2 separate regions of the Pan troglodytes genome follow, and region 2 is linked to region 1. Evidence: chromatin contacts called from public capture Hi-C data. All regions are on one chromosome and are shown on one strand. The core of a region is the stretch at or near the end of the contact, and the rest is flanking DNA. Distances in the headings are between cores, read along the strand shown.

Region 1 (7,575 bases), core at 2,244-4,743:
TGCCAATAGAAGTAACAATCCAAGGACATTTCCTGGTCAAGAGTCTTGCGCTTGGTCTTTGATAAAGTGGACACCCCCTTCTCCATCCTAGGGCAGACTCTGTAACCATTATTTCTTGGAATAATCATAACAGGACTAAATTGTGATCTTAATTTTAAACAGTGGTCTAAGCCCCTAATTTGCATCTGACCAGCCTCTCTCAAGTAACCATTATGGAAGGGGACTTTATAACTTCTTTGTTATATTTTGACATAACACATTTATATTTTTGCCCCCATTTGGTCTTTCTATAGAGTTTTCTGATTGTAACATCTGAATTCATCTCATCAGGTTTTCAAATTGAAACATCTGATTGTAACAACTGAAACAGATTCATTAGGGATCTAATTTTTTCAAACAAAGGAGATTTTTTCTTTTTTTTTTTTTCCCTAGGGAGTTTCAAATTTATGACCTCTGACTTCATTGCAAAGGCCAGAAAAATAAATAAATAGATAGACAATAACCACTCTCCACTCCAGACATGCAGGTGTATTTCAACACTTTAGCTTTTACTATTAGGATTTCTTTAGGGGAAGGTGTAGAAATATATTGGTAGTTTGATAAATTATATATCAGACATGTAAAATTTAAAATATCATTTGAAATCAAAACTTGTCTGAAGACTAGCTTTTTATGTCACAAGTTCAGCTAAGCAAAGTGTCCCCTAACTATAAAACCTCCTTACTGCAGAATCCTAGAAATTACCAAAGGCAAGCGTCTTGAATGTTGATTTTGAAATTTTGCCTGTGAAAGTGCAACATCTTTCCAAGCAAATGCTTAGAAGACTCAGGGCAGAACCCAAAAACAAATGCCAGACGTTAGGGGAAAATTTTTAAAAGTTGGATTGCCAGAAAACTTCTAGCTATTTATAATTAAGCATTTTTAGCTGCTAAAAGGAAGCACATTAGATCATTTTGTTTTGCAAAACAAATGGCCAGTGTGGGTTTTAGGATGGACACTCCCAGGAGGGCTCCCCTTTCTGAGTGGGAGTCTTTGGAAATGTTCCTGATGGGATCCAGTCATTCTGGAGCGCTCTTACGAAATCGTTCATCCTAGGGCAGTTTGGTGTTTGTGAGCTTACAGCGTTTACTCCTTGCTGTCTTCTACCATAGGTCTGGTCTGATGGGGGAGGCTGTGGGCAGAGGAGCTCCAGCTCTTTGGGAGGGTCCTAGAATAGTACAAACAGCACTGGGTTAGAAGTTGGGGGTTCTCATTCCTGGGACCTTGGTTGATTCTAGAACTTTATTCTAGGATTCCATGAATTTGCCAAGCTGACATCGGGAAAAGGCTAAAGTTTGATTCTTGAAAGTATTGACGAGGCCCCATTTAGGAATGATTCTGCCAAGTATTCCTGGGGTCCTGCCATGGTCAGGAGAGCACCTTAAATTTGATGAGTTGTCAGGGAAGAAGCAGAGGGTATCTCTGTGTTCAGCTTTATGTATGAGAAAGTCAAGACACAAGATGGGGGCAGGACAGGGACAGCTTGAGAAAGGAGGCTTGAGATTGAGACTTGGAACTCAGGTGCCAGGGATGAATCCAAAAGGCTTGCAGGCATCTCAGCCTCAGACTTAAGCTAACATATAGCAGATAGTGGACACCTCTCCTGTTTCTTTCTTTCTTTTTTTTTTTTTTTTTTGAGATGGAGTCTTGCTCTGTCACCCAGGCTGGAGTGAAGTGGCATGATCTTGGCTCACTGCAACCTCCACCTTCCAGGTTCAAGCAATTCTCCTGCCTCAGCTTCCTGAGTAGCTGGTACTATAGGCGCACGCCACCACACATAGCTAATTATGTATTTTTAGTAGTGATGGGGTTCTCCATGTTGGTCAGGCTGGTCTCAAACTCCCGATCTCAGGTGATCCGCCTGCCTCAGCCTCCCAAAGTGCTGGGATTACAGGCGTGAGCCACCGTGCCCTGCCAATATTTGTCTTTTTAGTAGAGACGGGGTTTCACCATGTTAGCCAGGCTGGTCTCCAACTCCTGACTTCAGATGATCCGCCCACCTTGGCCTCCCAAAGTGCTGGGATTACAGGCATGAACCACCGCAGCCAGCTTTTTTTTTTTTTTCTGGCCCTGCAATCTTGATTCCCCAGAGTTAGGGTCTGATTTCAGATGTTAAGGCAGGCTCAAAGTGGGGCATCTGCTCTGCCACAAGAAGGTGAGAGGTCAGAAAGAAGAAGCAAGACCATTAGGGCTGCCTTAGTTGAAGAAAGGGGGCTCATCTCTCATTTTCTCAGAAGTTTCACAATCCAGAAAGGGGAGAACGGAAAGCAGCCTCCTAAGGAGTTCTCGAATTTCTTTCTCACTTTTCCTTTGTTTTCTCGCTCTCTCACTCTCTTCTAAGATTTATTTTTAAATAGGGTTCTTATTTTGGAGGGGCTTTCTGAGCAGGAACTACCTTTTTTTTGGAGGGAAATAAATGAGAACACAAATTATTCAGGGCTGGGAAGTGGAAACAATGAAAGAAAGCAAGGCTACTCAGAACCGGCTGGCAGATGGCGCTCGGCTTTTACGATTGACAGCCTGGCTTTCAAAAATTCACCCTTGCGCCGGCGCCTAAGGCAGAACCCGCATCCCCCTCCCTAAATCCTCCTTCCCAAGGACACGGCCCCTGCCCCTAAGGCTGAGGAATGTTTTTAAAAGGTTTCAGTTGAGCAATTGACATCTAAGGACAAATCCCGGCAACTTTTAACGAGTGGATCTGAAGATCTTAGCCAAGGCAGGAAAGCACACGATCAGGTAACCTCCAGATTCACAGCCCTGGTGCCCCGGTTCTCCTGGGAACTGGTCCTGAGATCTTGGACAAATCCCTGGTTCTAGTTTTTCTCAATTGAAAAAACAGGAGGGATGTCTTTCTCACTTTAAAACTTATGTAATTATCTTATAAAGTTTCAATAGATGAGGTATGCCAACCCCCTATCCAACACAAACTTTTTTAAATGTCTGTTCCAAAATGGCAGATTGTATAGGAAATCAAATGGTAGGGCCCTCTGTTGTCCTTTGGTAAATAATTAATAGTTTCTGGGTCCCAATCACCGGGAGAATCTTTGTGGGAGCAGAGTTTGGTGGTAAACTCTTTCACACCTCAATCAAGGGCTAGAAAAGAGGTTCATAGGTGAGCAGAGCTCCAGTTTCCACCAGGGAAATCTAAGGGGCCTACCTGGAGAAGTTAGCATTTAAGACAATATGGAGAGATGAAGTAGAATTTGAGGTGCATGGTCAATGATTGTTTACAGAGAAGGGACTTGCTAGGGATACATCATTGCTTTTCCATTCATGCAAGCATCATTGTGTTTTTCAGGATCTCTGAGCCCTCAGGGCTAGTTTTAAGTTCTTCCCCTCCTCAACCCCTCTCCACTTCTCAGTGCTTCACGGCATACCGGGGCATTCTCACTAGCGAAGGTGTCCTCTCTAAGGATGGGACCCCTACTGTCCATCTCAGGCTCAGCACTGCCTTGGGGCAGGCCACTTCTGGCTTCTTTAGGCCTCGTTTCCACGGGAGGGGAAGCTGGGTCCGATGGTGTCTGGGTCAAATTCCTTGGTTCCAAGAACAGGTACCGTTGCCATTCCCTTCCATTTCTGCCCCCCGCACCACCCCACCCAGCAGCTGGAAAATGATGAGGTCATCTATTTGAGAAGGGCCACACAGGCCTCCCACACAAGGACCTACAAAGTCCTCCAATGGGAATTTATTTCTTTCTGATCAAATTTACCCTCCATACCCCATTCATATACACATTCTTTCTCCCCTCTCTCTTAAAATTGCAAAGTTAAAGAAACTGAATACACAGGGTTGATTTAAGGTAAACGTCCCTCCCACCCATCTATTTAAAAATTTTTCTTTTACTTGATAACTTTCCTACAACATGATTCTCTTATGCCCATATTCCTCTGAGGATTCTTTAAAGCTTTTCTTGCACTTTCTTCTCCTCACAGTCCCTGACTTCTAGCCCTGAGTGGTGGCTGAGGGCAGGTGACCCTGTAGACCGTGGGGAACAGAGGAGGCCAGGGCAGGTGGCTGCCTCTTTCCAACCTTTCCTGGGCCATGGGAGCTCCTCCCCACCAGAGGTCAGCAGAGAGCTCAGAATGGCTGGGTCTGCTCTCAGAAATTGGGATCTTGGAATTCTCTAGATGAAATGTAGGATGCCCAAATGGAAAAAAAGCCCCATGTTTCCAGGGTGTTTTGGTTGGGGCTCTCATCCTGTCTTGGGTCCCGGGGACCTTACTTTTAACACCAATACAGCCATTCTGTGCTTTTCTCAGGGGAGGGGTGGTTGGGGGTTTGGTCTGTTTATTTGGTGGCTTTCTTGGTCAGTCTTCTCCCTGCGCCAGACGCACAAATCCCTCCCTTAGAGGGAACCACACCCTCTTAGAACTCTCCCTTCTGGGGCCCAACTGCCCACTTTCGCTTCCCACATGACATGGAACCCACATCCCACACTTGGCCGGGCGCCTTTTCTTCTAGTTGTATTTATTGTTAAAATGACATCATAATATTACAGGAAATCCCCCCAGCCTGCCCTCACCCTGCTGTGATTTTACTGATCATTATCTCCCCCTGTTCTTTACTCAGGTGTATGCATAGTTTTGAGAGGGCATGAATCATGGTGTGCAGTTTCCTATTAATCCCCCTGCTCCACACACACACACTACAGGACAGTTTCCTTAGAGCTCGTCCATGTTCGCCAGCGTCCTTTCACAGTTCTTTCACTTGTTCAGTCCTTTCGCTAGCGGGGAAGAGCAGGGAAAGAATTGAGGTTCCCTCCCTTTGTTTTTCCTTCTCTGATCTTTTGAAATCCCGGGGTCCTTGTGAACGACTCAGAAATTAAAACCAATTCCCTTTGGCCAGTTGTTTATTGTTGAAAGAGAGAGACAAAGAGAAATTAAGGTGCAAACGGAAGGAAAGAAGTAAATAGAGATTAAATTTAAAAATTTGAAAGGGAGCAGTAGTTCACGCCTGTAATCCCAGCACTTTGGGAGGCCGAGGTGGGCAGATCACCTGAGGTCAGGAGTTCAAGACCAGCCTGACTAACATGGAGAAACATCATCTCTACTAAAAATACAAAATTAGCTGGGCATGGTGGCGCATGCCTGTAATTCCAGCTACTCGGGAGGCTGAGACAGGAGAATCGCTTGAACCCGGGAGGCAGGGTTTGCAGTGAGCCGAGATTGTGCCATTGCACTCCATCCTGGGCAACAAGAATGATACTCCGTCTAAAAAACAACAACAACAACAACAACAACAAAAATTAAAAGGGAGAGAGAGGAGGAAAAAAAAGGGAAAGGAAAGAGAGAGAGAAGGAAGGAAGAAGGAAGGGAGAGAGGAGGGAGGGGGAGAAAAGAAAAGAAAGGAAAAGAAAAAAGAGAAGAAAAGAAAAAAGAAAAGAGTGCCTTTGCCAAGTTTAGCTCTAAGCACCAAATGGGGTCCTTGCCCTCTAGGAACTTCTAGTCCAGAACAGAGGAGAGGATCAGGTTGCAAGTGATTATCCTTCTACCAGGCAGGGGGTGGAGCGCTGCCAAGGAGGGTGTGGCTGGCACAGCTGAGGGGCCAGGCTGGCTAGACGGGACAGGAGTACGGGGAGGAGAGGCAGGTTCACAATCCAGGCTGGGGCATCCTCTCCTCCCCATCTCACTGCCCCATGAGGTCCCTTGTTCGTTCAAGTGCCAACCAGAAGAGCTGGGACAGAGGCCTCTCTTGTGTGCCAAGACGGGGGCCACCACCACCCTCTGAGCTCTGACCACTGCCCTCTCACCTCTTATTGCTTTCCCAAGTGTTTATCTCCTGATTCTAAAACGATGGTCCAATTTTTGTTTTATTTTAAAGTTAGGAACACACTGCATGTAGCACACTTCATGGAGCACAAGTGTTTTCACATGCCTTATCCCACTAAGTGGTTTTGTTTTGTTTTAGAAAGTCTGGCACACAGAGAACCTTCTAGTTCTTTAAAAAAAAAAAATCATAAATTTTTAAATTTGATAATTATCCAGAACAAAACAAAGCAAACCCTAAGGTTAAAAGTGAGCATCCGATAAGTTAAGTATACATTTTTGATGTTGGGGAAACCTTTGAATTTTACAAATCGATGTCCTTGAGAATTGGGTTCCAGCCAGACCCACTGTAGGCATTGTTTTCTTTTTTTCTTTTTCCTTCCTTCCTCCCTTCCTTCCTTTCTTCCTCCCATTCCCCCTCCCCACTTTGAAAAACAAGTTTTATTCTCTTGGGTTCTGTTCATTAGAGAGGGAAGACAATTCTGTTCAGCAAGGAAAGGTGAGGGGAAGAGAAAAGGGGGGAATTCAGCCGGAGGAGAACAGGGACAAGGTTGATTGCTCTGTGCTGGGGTGAGGGTGGGGGGCAGAGAGAGAACATCACAGCCAGATGCAAATCACAAGAGCAGACCTTCAGCTTCCTGGCATTGGTGGGGAAAATATTCCGTCAGCTGCCTTTCTATGTCCTGGGCTTCATTCATCAGCTCAAGAGAAAAAAAATAAAATCAAAATTTCATCCTAATTTGTTGTGGTTGGACCCCATTCTCCCACATTTTGGCCTTCTTGTAAAGCACAACCACAAAGGCAGAAGTGGCTTCCTGGGCTGACCTGCCTCTCAGTTCATTCTCAAGGCGTTAGCCTCATCCCATCAGGAGGAGTTCAGACTCTCCCCAAGCACCAAGAGTTAGAAATGTGTTGCTAATTGATTTGAGCTAAATTTGTGTTGCTTTGAGACTTAGCAAAATGGCTGATTAGGGGCCAGTGTTGGGGAAAATAATTGCTGATCTAATAGCTACGAAAAGGAACTCATTCACAAATATGTTTATAAAATGGGCCTTCTGTGACATTTTGGAGTTGTCAGGGAGTTAGGGGTCATGGTGGTTCTTCAGGAAGAAAGAAATGTTGTTGGGAAATGTTTAGTGGAAATTTAGCATAAAATGACATGCCTAATTTAAGAAAACAGTTAAATCCATCAGGGTTCCAAGTGAAAACAGTTGTCACAAATTAATTTTTCAAATGTTTGACTATTGGCAGGTCTGAGGTTTACTCATCTGTAGGTTATGTCCAACTTGGCAAAAGCATGGAATCCTGCCCAGTCCTTGGTACACAGGGACTAGCACATGTACCCATTTTTTCTCACTGATAAGTTATTTCCTAATTTTTTGGTTAACTTGAAGGTCGAAATAGCCTTACTCCTTTTTGTCTGTCTAGTAGCATCTCTAAGCTTGCAGTAGCTGCTCACGTGTCTGCCACGCCCCTTAGAAGGATGAATCCTTGCCTGGTCGGTGAGTTTGCCTCAATTCGGGCATTTTCATTTGTTCATTCATTCGATATACATGTATTGAGTGCCAAATATGTGCCCTTCCCCGTGGGGAAGACAAAAGTATGAGACATTGCTACTCCCTTGATGGAATCAAAACAAACCCAGGAAGTTAACAAGAGTGGGCAGTCTCTGCTAAGCGATTACACAGGGAATAAATAAGGAAAGATGGAAAGATTGTCAACCAAAAGCCTTGAACAACCTGCTAAGAGTCTTCCAGCCCAGTTGAGCAC
Region 2 (7,575 bases), core at 3,236-5,735, 550 kb after region 1:
AGCCACATGATAAACCAGGAAGGAAAATGTCTGACTGATAATAGGTGACAGAATGAATCAAGGGAGGAAGGTCCCTTTGGGTCGGGGTCCCCAATCCCCGGGCCATTGACCTATACTGGTCCCTGATGTGTTAGGAACCAGGCTGCACAGCAGGAGGTGAGTGGCAGTGGAGTGGGTATTACTGCCTGAGCTCTGCCTCCTGTCGGATCTGCAGTAGTGTTAAATTCTCATAAGAGAACGAACCCTATTGTAAACTGCATAGGCGAGGGATCTAGGCTGCACACTCCTTATGAGAATCTAATGCCTGATGATCTGTCACTGTCTCCCATCATCCCCAGATGGGACCATCTAGTTGCAGGAAAACTAGCTCAGGGCTCCCACTGATTCTACATCATGGTGAGTTGGAGAATTATTTCATTATATATTACAATGTAATAATAATAGAAATAAAGTGCTCAATAAATATAATGCGCTTGAATCATCCAGAAACCATCCCCCTCCACAGTCTGGGGAAAAAGTGTCTTTCATGAAACCAGTCCCTGGTGCCAAAAAGGTTGAGGACTGCTGCTTTGGGTTATAAACCCCAAATGGCACCTGTATGAAATGATAGGGAGGTTTATATTATTAGTAATATTAATTTTTATTTCATAAAGAGTTGTCGTCGAGATATAGCCATTATTAATTTTTTAAAAAAAAACTTGACATCTATTTTCAAGTTCTTTTAATGAGGTTACTGCAGAAAAAATGAGGAATAGACAGAGATGGGGTAAGGGGCAGACAGAGGAGAGAGAGAGAGAGAGACACTTTGGAAAGTAGATTTAAGCTAGGTGATGGGTTGGTAGGTGCAGCAAACCACCATGTCACACGTTTACCTATGTAACAAACCTGCATGTCCTGCACTTATATCCTGGAACCTAAAATAAAATAAAATTTAAAAAAAGAAAGTAGTTTTAAAAGGCAGCTGTTTGAGAGGCAATGAGAGTCTCTGTTGAGAGTGAGAAAAAATTGCCAAGAAATTCATGTTGACTCAGCAAGTAAACTACCCCTGAAGAAGCTGATTAATGTTTAATTTCCACCCACCCCAGTGTTCGGGCTCTGGGGACTGAAGGAGGCCACCCGAGATAAGCATGCAGGGCCCCCTCATGAGAGACCCACCATCTCCAGCTGTCACTCTATTACCCCATTTCATGGATTCACTTTGAAATTACGATGGGAAGTTGATGCCTCGAAGTGTCTGCCTTTTGGACACCAACTTCCTCTTGTGTCTGGAGCCATCAGGTACACATTCACTGTTGCCCGGATCAAGGGCCTCTCCTTGGGCCCTGGCCCCAGGGCCAGAGCTGCACCAGCGCTCTCAGCTCCCCCAAGCCCCCTACGCCCACCTTCCACCGCATGGGAACACAACCAGCATTGCCAGATCTTTTGACTTTTCCAGAGAAGCTGCAGATGACAAATTGTAGCTCCATCTGGGGCTTCATAATTCAACTCCTAAATTGCATTGCCAAAGGGTGGCAAATGCCACGGCCCTCTTCTAGAAGGGCCCACGTCTTTGCCCACAGACAGTATTTACTAAACATGCCGACGTAGCCTCCTAAGCAGATGTGAGGGCCGTCTGGCCCAGCCAGGTGTCTTCTCCCACCCTCTCCTCCCTTGCCGGCCTCCTCCTTCCCGTCCTTGTCGCCAGGCTGTAGCTGGCCTCAGGGGCCCCATCTCCAGTTGCCATTTCAGACCCTTCCCGTTGAGGGATTTCTGGGCCCCGTTGCCTCCAACATTTCTTCTTCCAAGGCCATGTAGAGAATGGCTTGGCGTTTCTAATTAGGGGAGCATTTTGTTCCTGGGTTTTTGTTATTGCAGAAGGAATTTCCATTGCACTTAGAATGGCAGAGACTTTGCACAGTGTCACTGTGTGCCCTCGGGCGGAAGCCGGGCCTTGTTAAGGAGACGCCAGTGTTTCTGCAGTGCCATCACCAGGCCCAGAACAAGGGTGTCCTCAGCTTCCCAGAAGAGGCCAGTAAGTGTCAGGAAAGAACGTCCCTCCCCCTGAATGTGAACTAGCCGGAGAGAGAACAGGGCCGGTGGTGCACAGCCCCTGGCAGATCATCCGAAACCTGACGTCTGCTGAGGGGGAACAACTTTGCCCTGGGCACCTGGGAAAACTGAGAGCATAGCCTGCCACCTGGCACTGTGACCATCAGACACGGTGGACACCGAGCAAAAATAAGGGTCCCGGGAACAGTTGGGGCTGTGCAACTCCACCACCATCTGGAAGTAGCGAGCCATGGGCCCTGCGGAGTGGGAGGAGCAGCAGGGAGCTTTCGAGTCTCGTCCATCTTCTGAGCGAGGCCTCCTTTGCACTTCAATTCTGAGAACATTTTCTAAAAGCACCTCCCGTGCGAGGTACTGTTGTGAGGGTTTTGCATGTATTCACCTGTGGAATCCCCGTGAACACCTTTCCAGGTAGGGCGGGGGTGTCTGACGATGTCTAGAGACATCTTTGGTTGTCACAGCTGGAGGGAGTTGCTGGCCTCTGGGGACAGAGGTTGAGGATCCCTGAGGCAGATATTGGTATCATTAGCCCCATTTTACAGATGGAAAGACTGACAGAGAGAGATTCAGGGCCCCACTTAGGGGCACCCGGGACTGTCTGTGCAGGAACCTCTGCTTCTCCGTGGCCCACTGTGTGCCCCACTGACCTGGGTGCATCCCTGCCAGCCCCCACACTCATCTCTCCACCTGGGCAGAGACCATCCTGTTGAATGCTCGAGAGATCCCGTGTAAGAAGGCTGCATGCACAGCACATGGTATTGGGACCTCTTGGTTCCCCGAATTAAATGATTTGGGAGAACTTTCCAAAGCAGCAGTCAGAGAAAACCCCACCCTACCGATTTGGTGTCAGGGGAGCACGGGCCAAACTCAATAGAGGCTTTTTGTCTAAACCTCACACTCTTGGATCATAAAAAGAACATCTGCATTTTCATATATTTTAACATTTAATAATCCAAGAAGTGTGAATAATAAACACTTGGATAGGGCCGATTTCTTCCCTTCTCCCACCAGACAGGACTCGGTCAGAAGCTTCCAGATGCTGGAGCTCTCATGACCGTGCCAGGGACCTCTTTCAAGAAGCAGGAATGGCACCGAGGAGCCCAGCAGGGCGTCTAGCTGCTTTGCAGAGTAAGGCACAGATGGCAAAATTTCATGCCAGGTTACCAAGGGTGCTGTAGGTTTTATAATTGCAAGAGTCTGTTTTTTTTCCCTTGATCCTGCTATGTTGGGCAGTGACCACCGTCTGTTAAATAACCTTGCAAAAAGCCTTCTCAACAGCTGGGCCGTTCTGTACATTTCATCTCTGCCTGGAAGGAGGAGGGAGAAACAGCCTCATCAGTAAACACCAGCAAGCCACCAGCTGCTACCACTGTGTCCTGCAAGAGTCCGACCCCAAATTCCTCTCCCTGGAGCCCCTCCTTCCTGAAGCCCCTTTCAGAGGGATAGAATGTTTTCTTTACCAATTAGCACTCAGGAGTAAAGTGCCTGGGAACACAAATGAAAGGGTTACTCTCTTTGCAGCATTTTGCTGACTTGCTAAGGTGCATGAAGATAGACCCCACTCATTTTTAAACAAAAGGGAGAAATGGGCTCCTCTCATACAGGCAAGATCTGGGGCCACAATCCTGTTTTCAGCACTTGGCTTACACCCTAAACCGTGATAAACAGTTCTTTTGTCCTCAAAATTCAGATGAGATTGAATCTCTTCCTGCAACGCAGTTCACCTGCAGCCTGGGAAAGCGTTCTAGTGCCATCTTGAGCTGCTTTGTGGAAGGGACCCGAATGATCCAGAAACTGCTGGACCTTGTTTGCAAGGCTGTCACCCAAGGCATCAAGCTGCTGTCTGTCTCCAGGTTTCCAGACCCTTGGCATCTACTCCCCTTTGAATTCTCAGGTGACCTTATTGACCCCACATCAAGTGGGAATGCGCTGAGACCTTTGGAGGTGGCCGTTTGAGTGAAGCCAGCCACACTCACCTCCCTCCTCCCACCCTCCCTGAGGCCCTGGAGGCACGACTCACTCTAGCAAAGGAGGTAGCCCCTGATGGGAGCAGGCAGAATTAACTCAGGGGTCAGCCCTGGCCCTGCCCTCTTTGAGCTCTTCAAACATCATTTAACAGCAATTAGGTAATTGGGGAAGGTAGATTTCCTGAGAATTAGTCCAGGATTGGGGTTAATAGGCATTGTATGTGGAATAGAAGGGAAATGGCCAGGCAGAGACTTCTTGTGAACAAAAGCTGTCCCTTCTACTCTGTTTTCCTTCCAGCTAATCAGCCACCCACACTCCATCTCCCAGTCACCGCCTGGGAGCTTTCAGCATCTTGTATGGGCCTCACATTGTCCAGGCCCAGGTGCCCCACTCAGCAGGGCTCCAGTTTCAGCAGCCCCAGGCAGAGTTCTGTCTAATTTATGCAATTCCATTTAACATGGCAGAATCCAGGGCGAGTGGGGCCTCTGCAGCCTGTCCTTGGCCAGCTCCCATACCTGCAGTGCCTCAGTGCGCCCAGGGTACCCCGAGTCCCTTATAGAGGCTGGCACATCCTCATTGCGTGCCACTCTCTGCCCTTGCCCCACACATGGGAAACCAGGGTGTTTTCCGGATGCTGCTGTAAGATAATGCCAAGAGACTCCTCTCAAAGCTTTCCTCGAAGGAGCAGGGTTGTCTGTGTCTTGGGTAAAAGTAAGCATATTCTGTGGTGCTCTGATTAGGGTAGGATTAAAGTTTTTATTTTGTTTATTTTACACGGCATTTAGTAAACATTTCTTTATAATGAAGAATAATACTCATATGGCACTGGTTCACAACCAAGGGAGGTGGTTTGCCCTCCAGAAAACACGTGTCAACATCGGGAGACATTTTTGGTTGTCACAATTGGGTGGGAAGTTGGGGTGCTATCTAGTGGATATAGGCCCAAGACGCTGCTAAACACCGTCCAATGCATGGGACAGCCCCCCACAACAGAGTCACCTGGCCTGTAGGGCCAGTAGCGCTGAAGTCAAGATCTGACCTGACATGCAGCAAATTGTGAGAATCTTAAGTGTGTATGTCAGTGTGTTTTTACATATAGACACTCTAGGTTAGTTTCCTAATGCTGCTGTTAAAAATTACAAACTTAGTGGCTTGAAGCAACACAAATGTATTTGTTGTTAGTTCTGGCGTCAGAAGTCTTAAAATCAAGGTGTCAGCAGGAGTGCATGCCTGCAGAGGCTTTAGGGATGAATCTGTTTCCCTGCCTTTTCCAGGATCCAGGGGCCACCTGCATTCCTTGGCTCGTGGTCCCATCCTCCATCTTCCAAGCCAGCAGTGTAGCATCCTTAAATGCTCCTCTCTCTCTGATCCTCCTGTGTCCATCTTATAAGGCTCCTTGTGATGACATTGGGCCCACCCAGATAATCCAGGAGGATCTCCCCATATCAAGATCCTTAACCTAATCACATCTGAAAAGTCCCTGTTGCCATGTAAGGTGACATGCCTACAGGTTCAGGGTTTAGATTTAAGACATGGACATCTTTGGGGCTGTTATTCAGCCCTCCACATAGACTCCAATCAAAGTGAACATTACATCTGTGATCCAGAGGCTCCTGTGTGCCTCCTTTCCACCAGAACCTCCCCAGCACCATTCTGACCTGTATCACCATAGAACACTTTGCCTGTTCTTAGGGTGAATGATTTTTAAAAACAAATCTCTCTTTATTAAAGCCTACATTTGAAACATTAATACAATTATGAAGAGATCCCACCATTGGATTGCTAGAAAGCTACAGAGAAATTCTTAAGCTGAACATTCAAACCCAGGTTAGAAACAACCAGAACTTAATTAGAGTGAGACGTGGTTATTTTACGGCGAGACAGATTCACATTAATCATGGGATGGGAGGGCCGGGGAAGGAGGAATGAGAGATGAGATGTACATTCCAGTAATTAAATATGTTCTCAGAGGAGCAAACCGTGGCGGAATTGCAAAGATGCTTAACGTAGCTTTCTAAGCCACTGGCGCCAGTATACAAATTGTCCTCTGGGTGAGGAGCACGGAGACTCGGCTACTCCATGGGTCTAGAATGTTAGGTTTGATGATGGCAAATTGCACTTCATCCAACAAATACTGCAGTGGGACTTATTGCCAATCCCCAAGGTTCAGGGAGTAGGGGATCAGGGCCGGAATGTGAAAGTGACCAGACCTAGGCATTATCGGAGCTCACTATCTATGGAGAGAGGCGGTCACCTAAATGGTGTGTGATACGTCATGCTTGGTGCCAGAGCTTCGGGCTGGGAGGGCAGGGGAGGGGCATCTGTGAGGGCCATAGGAGAGAAGCAGAGCTGGGCACCCCAGGGAGAGGCGCGGGTGGGCACATGCGGCCCCACCATGAAGAGCCCCGTGTGCCTGGCAAGTAGTTGGCAAGGCCTGTGCTTGGTGGGTTCTGAGCAGGCTCCTACTGTTTTAGACCAAAGCAGGAAAGTTGAAGGCCCACTAGGAGGTAAAATACAATGCCTGATAGGAGAGGGTGGTGCCTGAACTGGAGAAGTCACAGGATGGAGAGAGCAGGTGGAGATGGATTCAGAGGGTTGGGGAATGATTGCATTCTGCAGAGCCAGTGAGGCCCATGGCTGGGATGTTGGGGTGATGGTGATCCAGACAAGAGCTACTCACAGGGAAGTGGAAGGGACAGGGATGAATCTTGCTTCGAAGCACATTCCCTAGGATTGGGTTTTTTAGAGCAGTTTTACATTTAGGGAAAAATTGAACAGAAAGCACAGAGAGTTCCCACACATGCCCCATACCCCTCCCCCAATAATCCTATTTTCATTAACATCTTGCCTTAGCGTGCTACACTTGTTACAGTTGATGAACCAATACTGAAGCATTATTATCAGTTAAAGTTCATAAGAGGGTTGACTCTTGGTGGTGTACATTCTATGGGTTTTGACAAATGTATAATGTCACGTGCCCTCAATTACAGGATCATACAGAGTCATTTCACTGCCCTAAACATCTCCTGAGCTCCACCTGTTCGTCCCTCCCTCCCCCTTGAACTCCTAACAACCACTGATCTTTTGACCTCTCTATAATTTTGAATTTTCCAGAATGTCATCTAGTTGGACTCACACAGCATGTGGACTTTTCAAACTGGCTTCTTTTACTTAGCAAGAGGCGTTTTTTTTTTTTTTTTTTGATGGAGTCTCACTCTGTCACCCAGGCTGGAGTGCAGTGGCACGATCTTGGCTCACTGCAACCTCCACCTCCCAGCTTCAAACAATTTCCCTGCCTCAGCTTCCTGAGTAGCTGGGATTACAGATGCACGCCACCATGCCCTGCTAATTTTTGTATTTTTAGTAGAGACAGGGTTTCACCATGTTGGCCAGGTTGGTCTCAAGCTCCCAACTTCAGATGATCCACCCGTCTCAGCCTCCCAAAGTGCTGGGATTACAGGTGTGAGTCACTGCGCCAGGCCAGCAAGATGCTTTTATGGTTCCGTGTATGTCTTTCCATGGCTTGCTGTGTCTTTGAATTTTCAAGGTGCTGTGTTAGTA

Evidence for each region. Capture Hi-C pulls out chosen DNA fragments and counts their contacts.
Region 2: a contact with region 1 is called in a capture Hi-C map of stem cell-derived neural stem cells, with 6 times the contacts expected there. The contact joins two enhancer-like sites. A contact is called at or near these places in 4 of 7 Hi-C or Micro-C datasets (blood, induced pluripotent stem cells and stem cell-derived neural progenitor cells) and 1 of 1 other capture datasets (stem cell-derived neural stem cells).

What each region holds. Positions count from the first base shown.
Region 1 is chr21:65,161,953-65,169,527 of NHGRI_mPanTro3-v2.0_pri, forward strand. All of the region lies in intron 1 of GNAS (GNAS complex locus), which reads left to right. The region is part of intron 1 of LOC104003639 (neuroendocrine secretory protein 55); the gene reads left to right. Among named protein-coding and RNA genes, the nearest start is that of GNAS, 30 kb to the left of the region's middle. Within about 2 kb of position 3,494, at least 2 of the 24 cell types and tissues checked have an H3K27ac peak or open chromatin away from gene starts, as enhancers often do. A contact at or near this core is called in stem cell-derived neural stem cells, where this site is marked.
Region 2 is chr21:65,712,481-65,720,055 of NHGRI_mPanTro3-v2.0_pri, forward strand. No RefSeq gene overlaps it. Among named protein-coding and RNA genes, the nearest start is that of EDN3, 110 kb to the left of the region's middle. Within about 2 kb of position 4,486, at least 1 of the 24 cell types and tissues checked has an H3K27ac peak or open chromatin away from gene starts, as enhancers often do. A contact at or near this core is called in stem cell-derived neural stem cells, where this site is marked.